Regions from separate parts of the Mus musculus genome. Here region 1 is linked to region 2. Evidence: chromatin contacts called from public HiChIP or PLAC-seq data. All regions are on one chromosome and are shown on one strand. Each heading gives the region's core, a stretch centred on a gene start, on an enhancer-like site or on the middle of the called end of the contact. The rest is flanking DNA. Distances are from core to core; before and after follow the strand shown.

What was found. HiChIP or PLAC-seq counts read pairs in DNA pulled down with a chosen protein or histone mark.
Region 1: an H3K27ac HiChIP or PLAC-seq map of embryonic stem cells shows a contact between it and region 2, with 9 read pairs. The contact joins the promoter of Slc16a3 here to the enhancer-like site in region 2. A contact is called at or near these places in 1 of 484 Hi-C or Micro-C datasets (embryonic stem cells), 8 of 115 datasets of contacts at active chromatin or transcription factors (embryonic stem cells, extraembryonic endoderm stem cells, memory CD8 T cells and 2 more) and 3 of 9 other capture datasets (adipose tissue, liver and pancreatic islet).

Annotation. Positions count from the first base shown.
Region 1 is chr11:120,947,674-120,952,430 of GRCm38.p6, forward strand. Slc16a3 (solute carrier family 16 (monocarboxylic acid transporters), member 3) reads left to right here and starts at 1,394. Exons shown (of 6, transcript NM_001038653.1): 1 at 1,394-1,477.
Region 2 is chr11:120,849,443-120,854,220 of GRCm38.p6, forward strand. All of the region lies in intron 18 of Ccdc57 (coiled-coil domain containing 57), which reads right to left. Among named protein-coding and RNA genes, the nearest start is that of Fasn, 27 kb to the left of the region's middle. Within about 2 kb of position 1,854, at least 137 of the 459 cell types and tissues checked have an H3K27ac peak or open chromatin away from gene starts, as enhancers often do. A contact at or near this core is called in adipose tissue, embryonic stem cells, extraembryonic endoderm stem cells and 3 more, where this site is marked.

The sequences.
Region 1 (4,757 bases), core at 144-2,643, 98 kb after region 2:
CATGGGTTTGAATCGGCACCCCTTGCACCCCTCGGAGGACTGGAAAGAACTCTCCCAGCTCAGAATGGCTCTACTCTCTCCCAATCCTGTTCCTTTCCGGGAAGTCAGCATTTGTAGAGCAGCATGCAAAGCTGCTGTCCTGTCCTCATCTCCCACACTGGGCTGGGAGTGTTAGGATTGCTCTTGTGCTCTGTGTATTCAGATGCCCCAAGAGTTCTGTGCCCCAAGATCAGGTTGCAGTCTGGACATGGGCAGCGTATTGACCAATGTGCTGTGGAGAATGCTCCCCAATAACTTCTGATTGGATAGTAAAAGGCTAAAGCCTGTGACTGGGCAGGAAAGAGAGGAAGGTGGAACTTGAGATGAGTAGGGGTATCTCCAGTAGGTACCAGGAAAAGGAAAAAGGCAGGGGAAGGAAGAGGCCTGCCTTGAGGCAGGATGGTCTGGGAGGATGGACCATGAGCACGTGGCCGAGAGAAAATCGCTGAGGACACTCATGGGGCAGAGCAAACACAGCAAGACTCAGTTGGCAAGTAATGTGGCGTCTATAGTTAGGATGTTATAGCAATCTCAGAACCTGCCCGGTTTAAACTTACAGCTTGTTAATAAAAACACCAGGTTTCTTTGCCCCCCCCCCCGCCCCCCAGGGAGCTATACAGGCTAGAGTGGAGCAGAAATCCCCCCATAAAAATCACTTCTATAGGAGTTGAGGGGCGACAGAGCAGGGCTGTGTCAGTGCCTGTATCTGACTTTGTTGCAGGGCCCCGACCACAGGGGAAAACGGAAGTTCAGGGAGGTTGACAGCCTTGCCCAAGATCCCCGGTCAGTCCAAGGTGCCTGAGTCTTCCTAACTAGGGAAGACAGCTGCCACAGCCACACAATAGCCCAGGCTGAGGCACGAGCAAGGTATGGTGGTTTGGATGGGGCGAAAGTCCGAAGTAGGCAGGCGGCAGGAGCCCTGTGTGCATGAGGTGTGGTGGGGGCGTGTGCCACCCGGCAGAAGGCGCAGGCCAGAAGGCCAGGGTCTGGAGGGCAAAAGGTCCCAGTCTCGGAGATAGCGAGGACATTGCCACTCTCTTGCAGGAATCATGGAAGGAGCCCACAGTCTTGGGAGGGGATAAATGGAGGGTAGAATGGGAAGCAGAGGTGGGTAGTCACGGCCCAAGGGCGCGGAAGAGAACAGTGAGAAGGTCTGCGTTGGGTGGGGCCCGGGCCCCGGGCGCCTATAGAGCGAGTGCCAGCCTGGTCTCCCTGTTAAGTGGAGATGGCATTGTCCGCGCCGTCGGGGAACAGCGGCCAGGGCGCCCCCTCCGGCAGCGGCGCGGGGTCCGGGTGGGGAGGGCAGGGGCGGCGCCAGGCAGCGGTGACGTGCGCGGGGGACGTGCCGCGCGACGGATGAGAGCACTTAAAGTCGCCCCCGGCGCGGCGCCGGGCAGCCAAGGCGGACAGAGGCAGATACAGCGGCTGGCGGTAACAGGTAGGCGCGGCGAGATGCTTGGCGCGCGGAGCGAGGCTGGGACCCTCCCCCCGCCTCCAGTCGCCCAAGGTTTGGGGCCTTCGATCATCAGGCGGGGGATCCAGACCTGGAGCTCCCGGCCCCTGACCCTCTCTCCTCCTGGTTCTCCAGCCCCATTCTTTCTTGACTTGGAGAACCTTCTCACCACTGCGGCTCCACCAAAGGGCCATGAACAGCCAGTTGCGCGCTTGCATCCTGCTTCCCTGCCCTCGTAGACGCCTATCTATCCATCCGGTAGCCCTCGGGGGCTGGGCTTCGTCCAGGAGGGCAGCTGCCCTGGGCGACCAAACGTCCAGAGTATAAATAGCTCGGCCCAAGAGGGTTGGAGCGTGGCCGGACGGCCGGGGAACCTGGGCTATATTTGGTGGGAATGCTACAGCCTCCTTGGAACCCCGAATCTCCAGCGGGCGTCAGCAGGCCGCCCAGTGAGAGAGAGGGACACGTGCGCTTCGGAATGGTGCCACGTTGGGGGAGGTATGCCCTCGGGTCTCTTTCATCTCTTTACATCCACCTTTTCTACCATCTTAAACTCATCAACTCTTACCCAGCCACCACTATTAACCCAAACTAGGCACATGAAAGTGGGGTTTTCCTCCGGAGTGGGCTCTGTTTGCTCTATTCTCATCCGATAGGAAAACCAGGCACGGTCTGTTTTCTTACCTGACAAGTGGGTTGACTAGGCGCCTGCCTGGATGCTGGTCCAGTCAACAGACAGGCTCAAGAAACTGTTAACTCTGGACAGCTGATAGTGCTTGGAATCTGGGTGACAAGCAAGGAGAGGGCAGCAGGGCCCAGGCCGACAGGAACCCTTTCAGGACAACAGGTTGGTCTGAGCGTAACGGCAAGGTTCTCCCCATAACACAGGCTCATTAGCTTTCCCAAAGTTCTTCTGTTGGGAGCAGGTTATCCCCGAGGGCTCCCGGCATCATTGTACAGGCCCAAAGTTGGCTGGTGTCCCGTGGGTGCTGGGTCCGTCCGTGTTGAGGAACGAGGACAGTCCTAAAAGTGTGTGGACTCACTCAGGATGAGCAGTGACTAGTGCACAGCTAGGATGCTGTGCAAAGGATGAGTCTACCCCTTAAGGGGCACTGAGGACACTACCGAGATACATGTGGCCCCTTCTTGGCAAGGACTTTGAATAACCAGTGGTTTGGTTCCAAGATGGACTTGGCCACATCACCAGTGACCTTGGGCAGGGCTTGCTCCCCGTAAAAACGATCTCACTGCTTGGATGCCTAAATTTCGAGGGGCAGCGAGGAGAAAGCACAGTAGGCCTTAGAACCATCAAGAAGTAATGTTGAAGGGGCCAGTGCGTGGGACCCCACAGTATGCCGGTGTTCCGGGACTTTAGGACTCTAATCCTCCAGTGAACTGGTCAGAAAGGGGAGGGCTGGGGAGGCCCAGAAGCAGACACCTTTGGGCCCCATGCGGGACTTTCTGGATGGTGATGCTAAGCAATTAGAGACCTCTGGACCAGGCCTTGGTCCAGCTGGCACTGAGCACTGGCTCAGGGGCAGGTTAGGAATGGAGACCGCCCTAGCGGCAAGAGCAGACTTCTGGCCGTTGTTCCCATCAGTGGAATGGGCCATGAGGGGGTAGATGGATAATGAACTAGCCCATCTCAGCATCCCAGAGGTTCAGTCGCGCGCCCTCGCTCGCCTTCGTGAAGGGCAGAATGAACTGGCCCGCCTTGCAAGCTAATCTACGGGTGAGTCTTAGGTCTCTCAGGGCATTTGGCGCCGTGAGCTGCAAGTACGGTAGAAGCAGAGGACCGCCTACTCCAGGCAATACGGCAGCGGCTCCTCCCTTGGCGCGGTCACGTCCCCCACGTCCCGAGTCCGCTTGGGCGGAGCTTCCTTCCCTAACCCGACCCATTGAACCCCGCCCAGGTCGGCTGGACCACTATCTCCAGTCGGTTGCCGCCCTCTGATCCAAGCCCCACCCCCACTCATACTTCGGCCATCTCCAAACCTGTATCTCCTCTATGCCAGACAGTGATGGGAGTTGGAGGGCGCTTATGACTTCCGAGACTCCCTTTAGCTTTAATCTAGATTCTGGCTTTAGGGAGGAGGGCTGCATGAGAATCGAGGGCTCCGTAAGATGCTCTTGTGGAGGAGTGGACCGTGCAATGTTCAGCAGGGCCTTGGTGGAACTTTGCAAAGAAGGGTCTCCCACAGTAAGCCGGAGCAGGTCCCTAGGGCTGCCCCATTTTGTGACAGCCAAGGTTCCTCACAAGAAGGGGGATCTCAGGGCTGAGGTGGTGTGATGGTTGGTTCTGGGCAACTGTCTATTTTGGCAAACAAGGTCAGTATTTCTATCCCACGGATCCCTGCAAAGTTGATGTGAGCTGACAGGACAAAGCGCAGAGGAGCCAGGCACGCACTGCAGGCCTCCAGCTGCCCACGGTGGCCTCTCCAGAAACCACCCCCCTAGGGACTTTTCCATGGTATACCTTTGCACACGGGTGGGCTCAGAGAGGAGAGGCCCATTGCTACATTTTCCTTTTTTTTTTTTTTTTTTGTACAATGGTAGGGGGGGGGAGGAGGGAACTTGGAAGGGGGCCTTTTAGCAACCGTCTGCCCCTGCCACCCTGAGATACTGGGTGCTGGCCTCAACTGCCTTACTTGTTCTTTGGGGATCTGCAGCGCAACACAAGGGCTGTAGTTGCCTTAGTTCCTGCTGCTTACTTTGACCACAAAAGCAGGGCCAAGGCTGGTCCCTCTGGTGACAGGCACTTAATGGGCACCTAGTCTGCTTCCCTTGAACTGTTAGTCCAGGTCTGAAGACCCCAGCTGGTGAAAGGGAGGAAGTCCAGGCCCTCAGATGCAAAGGGCTGTTCCAAAGGACTTCCATGTACCCGTCATAAGACACAGCCCTTGGGAGCACCCCGGAGCCTCTCCTGACCCAGCCCCCATCCCCAGATCAGTTTTCTGTGACCTGGAGGCTGAGTTATTTCTGGGTTGCTTCACAAGCTTCCCTGGGAGGGTAAATGTCACTGAAAGGCCAGATAGCTAGGCTGTGCCCATGTGATATGCTGCTGGAGGTGGGGCCCTGGTGGAGACAGACAGGGAAGCCCTAGGGTTAGAGCACTGGTCTGCATTCTGGCCCATCTGTGTTCTGTTACCCCGTGGACCTCATCCCTGAGGCAGGCTGGGTATCCTAGCCTTTTTACTCTATTGGGATGTGTTCAGGCCTGGGTGGTAAACAGCAGGCCCAATAGCAGGCTCAGACTCCACCCTGG
Region 2 (4,778 bases), core at 604-3,103:
GATTAAGTCCTGTCTGTGTTGTCTGGAAATTGGCAGTTCACTTTATAGGTTAGCAGAGGCAGCTCCATCCATTGAGAAACACCAGTTACAAACAGAAATATCAGGGTAGTAGCAGCAGTGTCACGGCCTAATAGGAACAGACAGGCATCAGCCTTAGCTCAAGTCAGCAGGAGGGACCTGGAGGAATACCAGGAGGAGTTCTCAGGGTTAGGCTGTGACTCTCTCAGGGAAGCGAAGACCAACGAAGACATGAGACCCACAGGCAGTACACAGCTAGTTCTATAAGCAAGCCAAGCTCAGCCTTGGTCATTGTCCGTTGAGTCCTATTTATACTGTCTAAACATGTGTCTTCTACAGGTCTTGTCTCAGCATGTGGGTCTGTCACAGCTGACATCACTCTGTCAATCACCCCAAGTCCACTCAAGGGACAAGAAACTGTGGCACACCACCAGAAGTTTTTTTGTTTTTGTTTTTTGCTGTATTTCTTTCTATTGAGTCCCGATAAATACAGCTCAACTACACAATATAAGACAGACCAATACATGTGTGTCCTTAATAAAAAAAATCTTTCACCACACGTCCTTTCATGTGCTTGCTTTAACAAAACACCTTTTTATCTATGCCTGCTTCAGCCAAACATTCCTTAGTCTTTCACCTGTGTCCACTTCAGCTAAACGTTCCTTCATGTGTGTCCCAACAAAACACCATCCAATTGACAAGTTTCTGCTTCAGAAATCTACCTGTGTCCCGAGTGCTGGGATTACAGCACCTTCATCTTTTGATACATGGTTACTCTATTGTGTCTGGCCTTGAACCATAGACAGCTCTACCCACCCTGCATCCCTAGTGCTGAGATTGAAGGCATGCACCATCATAGCGGGCTGTTTCCTAATGTTAAGGTCTCTCACAGAATCTGGAACATGCTGTCTCAGCTAAACTTGCCAGCATCCCCCAAATCCACCATGACAGGTGCATGTTGCCACACTCGGCCTATGTGGGTGCTGGGATCTGAACTCCAGTCCTTAGCCTTGAGCTGCAAGCACTTTTACCCACAAAGGTATGTCCTCCAGTCCTTACAAGAATTGTTTTGTAGCCAGGGAGTGGCAGTGCATGCCTTTGATCCCAGCACTAGGAAGGCAGAGGTAAGTGGATTTGAGTTCCAGGCCAGCCTGGTCTACAGAGTGAGTTCCAGGACAGATAGTCAGGGTTACACAGGGAAACCCTGTTTCAATCAACAAACAGTTTGGTTTTTGTTCTCAAAGTGAACATTTTGAAGAAAAAAAAAATCATTTTCTAGCTTCCCTAGAAACAGAAGCTCATTAGATCTACAGAGCCAGGGAGGAGCCAGAGTAGGTGTGTCCAGGCCTAGCCCATTAGCCACTTCCTGCCTGTCCTCCCACCCCTCCCCTGTACGAGTGTTCTCCTGGTGAGGCCTGAGGTAAAGGGCTGGCCATTCAAGCTGAGTCTAGGACAGGGAGGCTCTACTGTCAGGCCATCAGACAAGGGTGAGCTGTTCTTTTTCCTTTTTCCTCTGGATCTCCAGATTAGAGAAGCCTGGTAGTACACAGTGTGGTCACTGTTACAGTCAGAATCTCCACAGCGGGTGGGCTATGTAAGCAGGACTTAAGAAATGACCCAGGCTGGTCTGTAATTCATGATGCTCCTCTTTTCTCTGCCTACCACGAGCTGGAATTAGAGTCTTGTGCCATAAGGATGCACTAAAAACAGCCCACAACACTAAAAAACCAACCAAACAAAAAACCTAACTCAAACATTGCACTGTACTGTGTAGCCTTCAGTTTGGTGCAAGAAGTTGACAAAAGTTTGGAGCCTAGTACTGAGCAGGGAGGGGCTGGGCTAGTTCCAACCAGTAGCCACATTCCTTAGGAGTTTCCACGCCCATGACCCTTTGTCCCATGGACAACTTTAGCCCTCCTCCTAAACCCTTTTTTCACCCAGCTGGCCATGATCTGGCCTGGTTTCTACTTGAAAATGGGATCACTGTACCTGGGACTTCATCTTGTATACTTCAAACCAAGAGCTGACCTAGCACTGAAGGGTACCTTCCAGATACTGGCTGCTCAGGACAGTCCCACCTAGAACCCCATCCCTGATCCCTGTGGGCATGGACCTTCTGCCCTGCCTCTGGTCTCCCAGGACCTGTCCCTTTCCTAGTACTCCTTTATCCTCCCCAGTGAGCCTGTTACCCTAAGTCCTCAGTTTCAATTGTCCTCTGTGAAAAGGTCACAAGTTCACATTAAAGCCAACCAGGAACTGTCTACAGCTTCAAAACTGCAGGTTAATGGGCTAGGTGTGGTGGCACACACTTTTTAATCTCAGCACTCTGCAGGCAGAGGCAGGGGGATTTTAGTCAATTCCAGCCTAGACTACACAAAGCGTGGTTCCAGGAAGGTCGGTGCTATTCAGTCACACCCTGCCACACAAAAACAAACATCAACAAAGCAGCCAGGTGAACAACAGCAACAAAACTAGTGACTGAGAATTAAGGTGCTGAGGCAGGAGGATCAAAAGCTCAAAGTCATTTTAAGCTACATAGAGTTTGAAACGAGACAGAGCTACAGGAAACCCTGTTTCAAAAAGCAAAGCAAAGCAAAACAAAACAAAAACCCCATCCTCCTCCCAAAAAAACCAACCTGTAAATTAAGACCAACAATGAAGTATCATTGTCATTTATCAGACTGGGGAAAGGTCTGGGCACTGGAGCAGAGAGCTGCTTGCCGGCAGGCAGCTGCTGGCACAGGGCCGGATTTTTTTTAGAACAGTTTGGTAACACTTCAAACTACCTACACCTTTGACCCAGCTATTTCCCTTCTAGATAATTGTCCAACCATGGCTCCCACAAGGATAGGGACACACATTGCAGCACCACATCTAATATGGACGATGACACACATGAGACCCTGAGACAAGATGAGCATGGTCACGCTGTGGATGACCCCAAAGATCTACCAGCCCACACATACTCTGAAAAGATCTTCAGATACAATAAAAAAGCAAGCTGCTTAGGGCTATTGGAAGGAAAGGGGCAAAAGTGTGTTTAAAGGCACGGTGCACCTGCCCCTGGCAGCTGGGTAGGTGGAAGGCAACTAACCAGGCAGTGGGCGGACTGGAGTCAGCTGTGGGGAGGTTGGTGTTCCAGCTGCCGCCTGCACAGGTTGTTTCCATCTGAGGGAGGCCAGAGGCAACCAGGCTGCCACGGGAGCCCCTTTCTTCCAGGGAGGCGGTCGGTTCTCTGATATATCTGGCCACTTGCATTCCTGGGACAGACAACAGGGAGGCGGGACAATGCTAATTCCTGGAAAAGACATTCAGGGGCACCTATAGCTGCACTCCAAGAAGGGAGATGAGGGCTGTCTGGAAACTGAGCTTTAGAGACAGTTGCTTCTGGATGAGGGGGTCTTCCCCTGGCTGGGACCTGTGAGCTTCAGAGATGTGTCTCCTCAGATGAACAAGGGGAAGAGCTGTTTAAGAGACGACTGGCCTGCGTTGGGAGGCATCAGGAACCCTTCCAGTTTGATCCTTATGATTGCTTTTGGTGCTGAGGGTAACCCAGGGCCTTTGAAATGGCTGGCAAGCCTCTGCCAATGAACTACTCTTTAAGAGAGTGCCCCACTGTGCTGCCCAGACTGGAGAAGAACTCTGCCTCGGAGCTGGAAACAAGTTCTGCTCTGGCTATTTTTTATTAGTGTCTTCTATCTCCAGTGTGTGCACGCGCGCATGTGCGTGTGTGCTGTGTGTGCATGGATGCTTGTGTGCATGTGTGTCTGCTGGCACATGGAGGTATGTCTCTTGTCACTCAGCTAGGCCCAGCCTTGCATCATGTGTCTCAATGCTTAATGTGTGGAAGGCTGCAGCAGGCTGATGTCTCCTCCCAGGCATTTCATTGCTGTGGAACTTGAAAATCCACTTGTTTGGCTTCAAGAGAAAGTCTGTCCATATTTCAGTTAGGGTTACACTAAAGGCCTCTTCACTGGAGAAAACCACTCACCCTGATCAGACTTCATACTCTCATGCAGGAAGTATTTCTAAAGCCTTTTTTTTTCTTTTTCTTTCCCTGAACAGTAATTTGCCTGCCCCAGACTCCAGGGTGCTGGGATTGTCAATGGGCACCACTATCAGGGGCAAGTGTTAGCTGTGGCTTGTGTGTGTGTGTGCACTCGCGCGGCGGTGGTGGTGGTGGTGGTGTGTGTGTGTGTGGGGGGGGGGGGGGATGAATTGGGAACTTCCTGGATATGATGCTAGGGCTCCACCACTGAGCTGTGGTCTAGCCCCAAGCTTTGCAGTGACCCTCTCAGTAATCAGTTTTACTTCCTAAAATTCTTTCTGTCCTCCTGTACCCCCACACTAGTCTTTGGTCTCCACCAATCCTTTATCCTGAACACTAGTTGCTTGGTATTAGGAATTCATTAACCAAGACAAAGCCTCAAGTGTCCCCACCCTTAGGGCCATTCCTGAAGAGATAGAAGGGACGGAGATAAATAGAAAGAGAAAGGCCTGGGGCGAGCTGAAAGCTCAGAGGGGTTTGACCTGCTGCGCTGGCCTGGGGAGGGTTCTGCTGAGGGGAGAAGGCAGGTGCTAGGGAGATGGAGTGGGGCGAGGGATGCCCTTAGGTGTGTGAGGGAGTAGAGTGGGAAAGACTACTGGTGTCTGAGGTGGGTGATGGGCCCCTGGGCTGCCCAGTAACACAGGAAGCAGAAGGATGGGCCCAGGCCTTGGGCCAGCTCTGTTCAGAGAGACTTGAGGCTTTTGCAAGAATG